Regions from separate parts of the Zea mays genome. Here region 1 is linked to region 2. A link is a contact called in public Hi-C data. All regions are on one chromosome and are shown on one strand. The core of a region is the stretch at or near the end of the contact, and the rest is flanking DNA. Distances in the headings are between cores, read along the strand shown. Region 1 holds the start of LOC100284569 (metal tolerance protein C3). Region 2 has its middle 8.0 kb from the start of LOC103649841.

Region 1 (5,668 bases), core at 476-2,975, 600 kb after region 2:
GAGTTATGAAGGATAAAGACTTTGACAGATGTCATCGTCAGGGGGAGCGAATGCTTATATTGATCACAACCGTGAGACAATAAATGTCATATTCTATGCCCTGAAGGCGTGAGCTTGATGATCAATATGTGAACCTTTATAAAACTTTCTATCAAATATATAGATCTAGTCGATCGAACACCATCAGTCAAAGTGGCTTATTTATATTGATACGTGCACTTACCTCGTATATCCTAGAAGTGAGTAGAGGTAAAGTTCCTGAAATAGTCCTTGCAAGGATATGCAATCCGTTTGCTGAATCTTTATGTGCATATACTTCCAGAAGAATATGTTTTGCCTTATTGATACGATTTTGCAAGGATCAGGGGAGCACATTTCTAAAGTTAGCCCTTGTAGAAGATTCGATAGAATCTAGATCCCAAAGGATCGAAATCTGTCCCGATGACAGTTGTTGTACTCTTTTTTCCCTTGGTGAGTTTTCTTGAAGTTTCTCACATGAGGTTTTTAACGAGGCAACAAAATGCAAATGCAATTTGTATCACCATGCACTCTTTCTCCATATTTTTCCCACTGGGTTTTTCGGAGTTTTAACGAGGCATGTGTTGGTCGCGGTATTCGCCCAAGGGGGAGTGTTAAGTAACCCTAGTTAGGGTTATGTGGGCAAATACCTGCTTTGCCCCTGAGGGGTCTCACATCTCTATATAAGGAACATGTACACCCCTCATAATACATAGAATAGAAAGATGCCAGAGGCCCAACCCTACATCATGTGTCTTGTGTGCTCTCTGTCGTGCTTATGGGAAGGGAGACGGGTACTCTACAGCTTCTTACGCCTCTACTGCTGACGGGAGGGAAGGGAGCGGATCTGGTGATCCGTGGTGACGTAGTTCTCAACAGTCCCATCTCTCCGCATCAGCTCCCACTTCGGGTGTGCCGCGTCGGCCACTCCAACGTGTACCGCTCTACCGCCGTGTCGTCTTGTCAGTGTCCCCGTGCCCGCACCGCATGCAGACATGGCCTGCTACTGCTAGGCCGGAGTCTGCGACCTGACCGCGCGCCGCCGGCTGATGGAGGAGTGAGCTGACCTGACCCAAGCCCTGTCGTGACTCGACAAATTTTAAAGACTGTGCAACAAAGGTGACTCGACGGGCGCTAACGCACAAGTTTTTAAAAGCGAGGCATGCATGCACCAAATCTTTCAAGCCGTCACGACCCCCAACCGCGCCACTTCCCCCTGCCCAGCCTCTCACATCCGCGCTCGATCTCTCGGATAAAAGAAGAGAATCTATATAGTGCAAACTAACCCCTCCGTGTAAATATATATAGTGCAAACTTCTAATTTAAATCACATGATTCTGATAAGGGGGCGTGCGGGGGTGTGAGAGGGGAGATTTAAAAAAATGTGATTAGCAGTGGATAGTTACGTGTAAAATTATCAAGCCCCTGTAGCGATTAATATCATGTGACCTAAATTAGAAGTTTTATAATTGCACGGAGGAGTTGGTTTATACCAGATATGTTCAACACAAGGGTCGTGTGGAAAGCAACAACGGACGAGGCGACGTACGCGCGCGCGGCCGGCGCGCACCTCGCCGTCCCAGCCACCTGCCGTTGTGCATGCGCTCTCAATCTCTGATCTAGTCATCTGATCTGTGCGGGAGTGTGGCCGCCACCACCACGACCACCACCATAACTGCTCATCTATATATAAAACACCCCCACCACACCGTTCTCCCCCACTGTCCTGCCGCCGTCCGATCCTGTGGTTGCGCCGACTCTCTGGCCGCGCTAGTCCCCATTCCTTCATCCGACGAATCTACCCTCGATCGGATCCTCTGGCCGGCGGCATGGGCGACGACGACGACCACAATGAGGGGCTGAGGGCGGGGCCGACGGCGTCGTGGCGGCTCAACGTCAGCGACTTCCACATGCCGGAGCGGCCCAAGGAGCCGCCCTTCGTCGCCAGGGTCTTCCTCCGCAGCCACGGTACGTACGGGCACCTCCGTCCAACTCGATCCGAGATCCTGCAGAAGTGCAGATCAATCGTGTCTCTTGTTTTTTTTTCCTTTCCATTTGCTATACACATGCAACTCCGCTGCGGGTTTTGTGGTAACTGATACGACCTGATTGGCGGCGGAAACTGCTAAGAGTACTACTAGGCACGATTTTTTTTTTGCCTCTTTTTAGTGATCTTAGATTATATAGTTAACTCCAAGATAATACCACCCGAACGAAAAAGATCGCCATGGCAAACCAACCACGATGATATAACAGCAACAAACAAAAGCGGTGCTTAGTGGAGTCCCATGTGGACCCTATAATTGTATGGACCTTTTAATCATCTTTTTTTTTCGTCCTCTGCATGGCGCTGCTGCATGCTGCTTGCACACACTTATTGCAAAGTACCGAAGTGGCGATAGTTACATACTTCTAGTGTATTCAAATTGCTGTCACGAAGGCAATGGCCCGTATTGGTTTCCTCGAGCTAGCACATTTTCTGGTGAAAAAAAAACTAGCTAGCGTTTTGGTAGAAAACACGTGAATTACGAAGAACTTTGATGCTGTAATGAATGGCGTAACAGTGCACATCATACAGTAATTACAACTTAGAAAATACAGAACTGAAGTATAGAACAAAACATAGCTTCTAAAAAGAGAAAAATCAAGAAATACCAGTGCTATAATTAATGATCGAAACAAGTGCATATCATACTTTCATATTGAACTCGATCAGAAACTCATGAATTGCAGTACGTAGTATAGATCAAAACATAATTATCAAACAGACAAAAGCAAAAGAACATTGATGCTAATGAAATAATTGCAGATTGTACCATATCCGTGACTATCAGCTATAAAAAATAACCCCAACAAACATCGTTCTGCTACAGTATTAAGTGCAAGCAAAACCCTACAGTTTCAACTCACACTATATATCGTATGCATTGCAACATCGCGCGCGGCGCAGCAAATTGTAAGTATTAAATAGAAATGTAGTTGCAAAATAATAATAAAAAATAGTTCGATAGCAACCTCCATGCATGCATGTTTGCACGAATTCTGTCTCGAGAAAGTAGTCTTAATCAGAGTAGAGTAAGACTTAGAGTGAAGCGTAGTTAAAAAAAAACAGTCCAGTAACTGCATGTGCTTACGTACCCTAGTTCGTTCGTTGTTCCAGACTGGAAGGCGTTTCGGTTGAAGCCTAGCTAGTCTCGGTCTTGTCGTGGACACGGTCGAGGGCATCTATGCGGGAACGTTCCTTTTGAGCTTGACGACAATCACAAGGCGACGTCGTCGCTTGGACAAGTCCAATCGCGCTACTGCCACTCTGTTGGCATAAATAAATATATACAAACGAACGACAACAACTGTTTTGGCCTTCGTTTCAAACGAAGGAAGAAGAAGAAAGTTTTTGGCCTGCTCTGCCTGTGATGATCCACGTACGTACGTAGTACACAGCACGCCCTCTGATGATTCACGTTTCGTGCTGGTAAAAGATGCTAGGAGTCAAGGACTGATCCGTATAAAATACTGAAAGCTTTCATGCAGCTGGACTATTCAGCCATGGAAACGTGTATTGCTGAGTGCACGAAGTCCTGATACGTACTTATCGTCCCGTTGCTTTGCAACAAAGTATAGTTAATGTGACTTCAGAAAAAAAAACTTTACTCGCGCTCGTATTCCCTCTAACCTCACATTAGGGCGTCCGCAATGACTATCTCAACTAGCTAGCTGATGTAGAGCGAGAGTGGATCTAACTAGTGAAATAGCTAGCTATTGGGGACACCTTTATAAGGGCGTCCGCAATGGTTGTCTCAAATAGCTAGCTGATGTGGAGCTCGGAGAATAATAAAAATAGTAATTTAACTCACCACTAGTACTTGGTCCTACACGTAATACACTTATTTTCTTGGAATACGTGAAATCTTCTATCTATTTGCTCGTCGCTAACTATTCTCGTCTTATCTACAATTTCAATCCACGTAGGGAAGAGAGTGAATCTAGCTAGTTAAATAGCTAGCCACTTGGGACGCCCCAATGCGCTCATGTAGACTAAAATTAAAAAAAAATCAATATTTAAACCATGATGTAGTTAATACTAGCACAGTTAAGTCTGTAAGCGTAAGTGTACTTGTTAGTAATCATTTAAAATTTCCTAATAATAAATAAACAAAGTAAAACAAAGTAAATAAATGGTTAGAGCACAATTCGTTAATTAATGGTTAGAGCACAATTCGTTAATTGATTAACCATGCCATATATGCTACGGTGAACCATGACATGAGCTTTCGCTTCGCTAAAACATGCGTTGCGGTGGAAACGACTGTTGTTGGTGCCTCATCGTTTACGTAGGTTATTACGGAATGGTAAAATGATCTGGCAAAATGTGTTCGTATGTTGGTGGATGTGTACGTCCCCGCGTCTTATTTCTTCTGCACGCGTGGCCTGTAGAATTTATCTGTGGCACGTAGAATTTATCCGGGGCGCGTAAGACTAGCAGCTACTCCTAAATAAGATGACTACTACCAAGACGCAACAAACTGCTTTCGGAAAGGTCGAAAGCTATGATGGAGCCACTGGCGCTTTTACGTCGATGTTACTTTCAGTGACGAATTCTCCAAGTAGTTTCCGTGGCTCTGTAGCAAGCAAATTCCTGTACAACTTGGCAACCTTTCGTCAGTCGACGATGCCCGCTAGAGGCGGAAAATCCATTGTATTACAGGCGTATTTCTTCCTATCTTTAAAACAGTAGTCTTTTTTACTCTTGGTTTTTATGTCTATATTCAAATATAGGAAGATGAATCTAGACATATGTAGAACATATACATCCAATATTTGATGAATCTATTATTTATCTAAAACGAATGTTATTTTGGTATAAAGGGAGTACCGAGATATTCTATTCAACTTCTGAATCGATAAACGAGGTAAGAGAGAGAGAGCATAGGCTTGTTAGTCCAGCTAATATGTTGTTATTAGCTTGTTATAGCTATAGTTGATATAGCTGATAACTAATAGCTATTTAAAATATATAGCTAATAATTAGCTGGTTTATTAGCTGATCCGCTCTAAAACCTTATCTGATTTTAGCCTCTAACTATTAGTTTTTAGAGGTTTAGTATAGAGCTTTAAGAATTAGCAATGGTAACGTAAACGGTAGACGAACGTAGATGCTCTATTTAGTGTTTAGACGTGTTTAAACTTGTTTAAACAGTATAAACGGTTTTCTACATTTCAACAAAATTAAATAGCTTTTCACTAACCTTTTTAAGTAAACATAAAGCTTTTAATGTCCTCTCTATCTAAACCATAAAAGAAGGGATAATGATTAGTATGTAGTATGTAAATTTCAGTTAGAGTAAATGAGTAAATCCACAAATATATTTGGTTTAGAGATACAGAACTGCGATAAACGAACAACAACTCCGAAATAACATATTACATATCCATATAACTAAAATGACCAATTCAAGACAACTAAATTCACTCCATAGTTTAGATAATTATAGAACAACAACTAAAACATGCTAGAAGAAGACATATTCATGTATGAAAAAAAAACAAATCACCATCTTTTGGAGAACGTCCATGTAAATAAAAACATGAGCATACTCCTTCGTCGGATGACATCTGTGTGGCCTCGGACTGTCGTATGTAGTGGTGGGTA
Region 2 (5,844 bases), core at 2,406-4,905:
TGCTCTCCAATGATGAGACCATGCAAATCGTGACATATATCGAAGTCTGCATGATACTGATAGTTGCAATGTAGTGATGAAACAGATAGATTAAAATAACAAAATTTATGTATGGTCAGAATCACAAATTGATTATAAAACATTTTCCGATAACGGTATAACACATATTTTGTATATAAGTTATCGTAGTATACTGTTATTATATATTCTCGTTGCAACACACTGGTACTCAACTAGTATAATTTTAAAACATGAACATTTGTACCAGTATAGAGCGGATTTATTATATTTAAAACCATAACAGCTCACAATTCACAATCACATCTATTGATCACTAGTTGGTCTAAGTCGTATATAATCGTGTCTTGCTCGTGCAGTCGTGCTAGCCCATCGTAACGGGATGATGGTCCAGACACGACACTATCCACGTGATTGGTTGGTTGGCGGGCTGCCTCCAGACCCGCGGCGTCCCGTTGACCTTGCGCAATGTGTGTTTGGTTAACTGTAGAGGAGGGTGGCAGCCTGCACCTGCACATGCAGCATAGGCTTTTTTCGCTTGTATGCCTGCATACGCGGAAACACGCCTGTCCCGTATACCCAACAGTCCAGGCTAGCCGGAGACCGGCACTCGATGCCTAGTCAACCAATCACGCAGTATGCCAGTATATGAATCGTGCTTAGTGTCGGCCATTTAACATATGGTCATAGTGCGTTGGAAGCTGAAAAATCATCTCTGGAACTTGCGACCATTGCAAGCAGTGTCCCGAAAGCACACATCGAGGGTGGCTATAAATTAAACATACAAATAAAAGTTTGATTCACAAAAGATTTTAGACAACCTCTTATTATTAATTTCACTTAGCAGGTAGCATGGCTCATTGAGTTTTAGATTTTTATAGTTAGGAGAGATTTACTAATTTGGATTCGTCAAGAGACATTAAGCTATCAAACTGATCAAGAGGAATGGCACGGATTTATATCTATACTAATCTATTAAAAATCTAATGTGAGTATCTGATGTTACCACGACTTCATTCTCCCCACGTCCAGCGCCCGCACAGCGCGCGCAAAAAAATAGTGCAGAGCGGGCACTCAAACTCACGTCACTTGCTCTAGAAATTTGGGGCTAACACGAGACCACACAAACCTTAGTATTTAAAAATAAACAATATTTATATTTGCAGTCTAGGTGCCGCTCCACCCGTTCCCCCGCCTCGTGGCAACGCATGGACATATAACTAGTTAACCTTAACCTTTCTCTATATCATGCAGTTGACGTTTGCCAAGCGAAGACCATGCAGGATCTGTACCTGTATATGAAAACAACAATAGGACTTTAGTGCCACTACTGTATACAGCCAATTCTAGTTGATTAAAAAAGCTAGATGGGGGACTTTCTTATTGAACTGACATGCATGTATCGAGTCTGTGATTCAATAAGGGCTTGTTCGATTAGCTCTCAATTCATGTGGATTGAGTGGGATTGGATGAGTTTTAATCCCAAACAAGTCAAACTTCTTCTCAATTTTTTACAATCTCATCCAATCCATGTGTATTGGGAATAACCGAACAAGCCCTAAAGCGGGAAAGCAACAACTATCTAGGACATGAATATGTAGGATCATATGAGGTTCGAATAGGTAATTAGAGGGGCTGAATGATTGCGGAACCTTAAAAATAGTTACCTCGCCTTTTCCTAATCATAAAACCAAAATATTACAGTTTTATAAATCTGGACAAATTGTGGTTTACGTTAGTAAAAACGTCACGTCGCTAACCGAAATCCGTAACTCCGGTCGATCTCAAAATTTAACAGATTAAACTTGAAAATTATGAAACAAACCTAACTAAAATCATGCCGATCGTACTTTGGAATCTAAAGTTATTAATGAAACGAGCTTGTTGTTCTTGAAAGTAACGAAAATGAATCAAGATATAATTTCGAAATTAAGAAATAACCAGAAAAGATAAATATTTCAAACGTTGTAGATTAGTAAATAGATGCCTTGGTGGTGATCTAGATGAACCAAATTATCGGTAACGATTGAAAACAAAGAATCAATAGAATCAAAACTAAGAATACAATTAGTCAACAAAGAGAGAGATGGATAATGTTACCACACTAATGTTGCTAATCAACTCTTGAATCATCAAGATTTATGTAAAAAGTGCTCTTCAAAACACCAAAATGTTCTCTCACGAACTCTTCAAAAAAAAACTCTAGATTAATCTCTCAAATAGATCTAATCTGATGGTCCATCTCTTCTAATCTTTGTCTGGAAAAAAAAACTGATTCCTATTTATAGGCCGGGCCAACAATCTCTTCTCTTCCGGCTTGGGCCGCCCACTTTGACAGGCCGCGCAGCCGATCAGGGTAGAGCTCCAGGCAAAGCCGCGCCCATGCCAACCTGCGCTTGCACGGCTGGTCACAAACCGCACCAAAGTTCAGAACAGTTTAAACAAGCGAGGAGAGATACGATCGATAGGTGGGCTTGGGCTTTGGACGGCGGGGACGTTCCCAAGATGTTGGGGGGCCTGAGAACGGGGAGTGGTCTCGAGGAATTGCGAGCTGTCCTTGTGAGTGTGACGCGACAATTCATCCACATGATGAAAGTAGTATGCTACAGTACCCCTGCCATATGTCAACGCATTCGTGGGTTTCAAGCTTTTTTTTTAAAAAAACAGTCGCCCTGGAGGCTGGAGCCGGAAACATTGCACCGTGCTCCAACAGGAAACTTCGCTATCATCTACCAGCAGGCAGCAGCGACATGGTAGTGTATAGGGCATTCGCAGGCATCTGATTCACCATCTTTTTTTTTCCTTCCCGAGTCCATACGGGCCACGGCAACCGGACCTCAACATCTTCAGTACGTAGCAGAATCTCTTCTCACTGGCCTAAAGGCTATAACAAATCGAGCATGCGCGTCGTCTTTTGTCAGATCTGAATCCATCCCGCTCTCAAAAAAGAAGATGGAAATTAGGACATTTTTTTAGTAATTTACGATGATGGCGGGGAAAAGTGACCCGGTTGTAGTTATTTATCTCGTTTGAGGTTTTACTCTTGGAGTTCAACCTTTTTATGGTAACCTAAAATACGTAGAACATCATTATTTTTAATGTATAGGACATTTTGTATAGGTCGCCTTGTTAGAGATAGCTCTAAGTACTCAAGAGAGAAGATGATGGATCCATCCTCCTCGTCCTCCTCGCTAATACTCACTCCGAAAGCTGCGGAAAAGGAGAGGATAAACATGGGGAAATACCACGCCGCCAGTGCGGGCGTAGCGTTAGTGCTGATCTTTTTTGAGAAGCGTATCACTAGAGTGAGTGAAACCAAAGCAACCACCTACTACCACACCTGGCAAAAAAAAGCTCGGGCACAGCGGGTCAAAGACGGAGGAGATCCATGACGATGACGGAACCAGACACAACGCTGCACGGCCACGAATGATTGATTCCACACCGCACACGCTGTAAAAAAACAACCGGCAATAATGCAGGCAGCAGAGCAGGCCTGCCTCCACTCCACTCCACTCCACCCGTCGTCCAACTTGGCTGCTGGCCCCCGGTGTTTTGACCCCCGGACCGGGGTCGGTGTCAGAGCGTCAGCTTCAGCTAGAGCGAGCGAGGTGGTCGTGCAGTGCTCACTGTCACTGGCTCACACTGCTCTGCTCAGCCGATCCGCTCGGCTGCCCACGTGGTTGCGTGGGTGAGAGCGACTGGCGCTCCAGACAGCGGAAAACGTTGAGAAACCGGGCGGAGTTCACCGTGCGTGCGTGCCCGCCAGCTGCCGAGTCAGAACGCTGTCGCCTGTCGTGGAAGGAAACATCCTTGTCCCGGCCGGCTCGCACGAGAGCTGGACGGGACGGACACGGACCTGAGGCGATGTACCTGGATCTCGATTTTCCGTTCATGTAATCCTGCCTTTGGAGCCTATCTATCTCCTTTCGATACCCCTTCCTGCCGTTCATGTAATCCTGCCTTCGTCATAGTATCAGTGCATGCGTTAGTAGTAGTAACTACTACTCCATAGTTTACCCCCCACCTCAAAACCGCTTTGAGATCGGCATTAGTTTAGAGTCGGCTTTGCCGACCCAAGATCCGCCGCAGAGGCGGATCCAAGGGTGGGGCAAAGGGGGCCACGGCCCCACCTCAATTTTTATATGCTTTTATACCTATATTTAGATATACATCAAAATAAAAAAAACTTTTATATAGTAGGTACAACCAAATCTAATGAAACATAGTTTTAATCTAACTATTTCTCGACAGTTCATTGCTCAGCCCGCTCTCCATACAAGTAGTTCGATTCCTTCCTCTAGCGGCTAGCTACTCGACCTACTCGTGGCTCGATAGCTCCTTTGATCATGACTGGATCGGTAGTGGGTGACTAGACCTGTCCGCTACCAGTGTCACCTTATCTTCTCGTCACTCGTTAGTTCATCGCGTTGTCGGGATCCCACACGCAGCGCCACTACTTTGCCTCTTATTCCGCATCGACTGGTGGGCAAGCTATTGGTGGGATCCTGCCTTGGCACCATGGTGCCACCACCATCTGCCCTCACTATGTCACCAGGGTCCCACCACGTCGTCACAAATGCAACAATTGTTGTCGCTTGCCACTGCCTACAGCCGCTTGCCCTCGCTGCCCCTCGCATGTTGCTGCCTCATCATCGCCATCTCAAGGCAGACTCACCACAATGACGCGTCGATGTGGCCGCTTCACCTGTCTTTCTGTAGGGTGACCAAAATGGTTTTCTGATATTCATATCATTTTAGAACGCTCCTAGTATTATCACCTAACCTTGTTATTATCATGAAGCTATTTTTATCTAGTCGTCTAGTATAGTGATTTGTCTCTTATAGTGTCGCCCCACCTAAAGTTTTGTTCTGCGTCCGCCACTGATCCGCCGTGCGTCATAAACAGAGAGAGAGAGAGAGAGAGGGAAGAAAAAAAAAGCTCCGAACAGGTGGAAAGAGCTTGGAAGATCCAAGACGCCACGAGTTTGTTTGTGTGGAATTTTGTACGGTCTGATACGGGACTGGGATGTCACCGGCGATGGGGACTGTCTACTTGCCGGGGACACGAGAGAGTAGTGCATACATAACATTGGATCCCTTCAAACCGGATTTCCGTCCCGTTGTTGATTTGTTTCCCCTCCCGCTGTGTGAGCTGTGACGTGCAGGAGGGCTGGGGGCGGACGATTCAACGGACAGGCGGCAATTACTCGTCAAACACGCGACCCGCGCCGCCGCCACCAACTGTCTTTCGGCTGCGGCAATTGCGCGCCATCCATCCATCCATCCATTCATTTCGCGAGGATTCGTCCCTCCTGATTCGGAGCTGGAAAAGTGTCGCTAGATCCCGTGCCCGAACGTTCCGAGAAGAAGCCTGCCGTGTCGTTTTCCGGGGTCCCAACCGCTGTGACGAATTCGGACCTGCGGCTCGCAAGCAAGATGCAGTACCTACTACTACGTAGTGCTGTACTTACTGTGCCAGGAGGTCGTCGTCGGATCCATCGCATAAATATTGTCCGAGACAAGTCATGTAGTACAGCCAGACACAAAAACAAAGTCGCGTTTGTTCAATGCCCAACTCCAGTAACCAAACATTTCAAAAGGACAGCTCCCAGATTCTTGCACTCGTCAGAATCTACACCATCCGAAATTCGAAATTACATACAACCGCAACTCCCTCCTGACCCTTCGTATACAGGCTTGTTTGCCACACCTACGCGAGCTCCACCTTCACCCCCAAATTAAATAAATACTGTAAATAGTTTTGTAGGATGATATGTTGGGACCGTTTACTAGCGACACCAAAATATCAATCTGTTTCCATTC

Evidence for each region. A called contact is a pair of places that touch in the nucleus more often than the background predicts.
Region 1: a contact with region 2 is called in a Hi-C map of bundle sheath, with 3 times the contacts expected there. The contact joins the promoter of LOC100284569 here to the enhancer-like site in region 2. A contact is called at or near these places in 2 of 25 Hi-C or Micro-C datasets (bundle sheath and leaf mesophyll).

The regions. Positions count from the first base shown.
Region 1 is chr3:23,047,697-23,053,364 of Zm-B73-REFERENCE-NAM-5.0, forward strand. LOC100284569 (metal tolerance protein C3) reads left to right here and starts at 1,726. Exons shown (of 6, transcript NM_001157464.1): 1 at 1,726-1,986. The coding sequence starts at 1,848.
Region 2 is chr3:22,445,451-22,451,294 of Zm-B73-REFERENCE-NAM-5.0, forward strand. No RefSeq gene overlaps it. Among protein-coding and RNA genes, the nearest start is that of LOC103649841, 8.0 kb to the right of the region's middle. Within about 2 kb of position 3,656, at least 17 of the 20 cell types and tissues checked have an H3K27ac peak or open chromatin away from gene starts, as enhancers often do. A contact at or near this core is called in bundle sheath and leaf mesophyll, where this site is marked.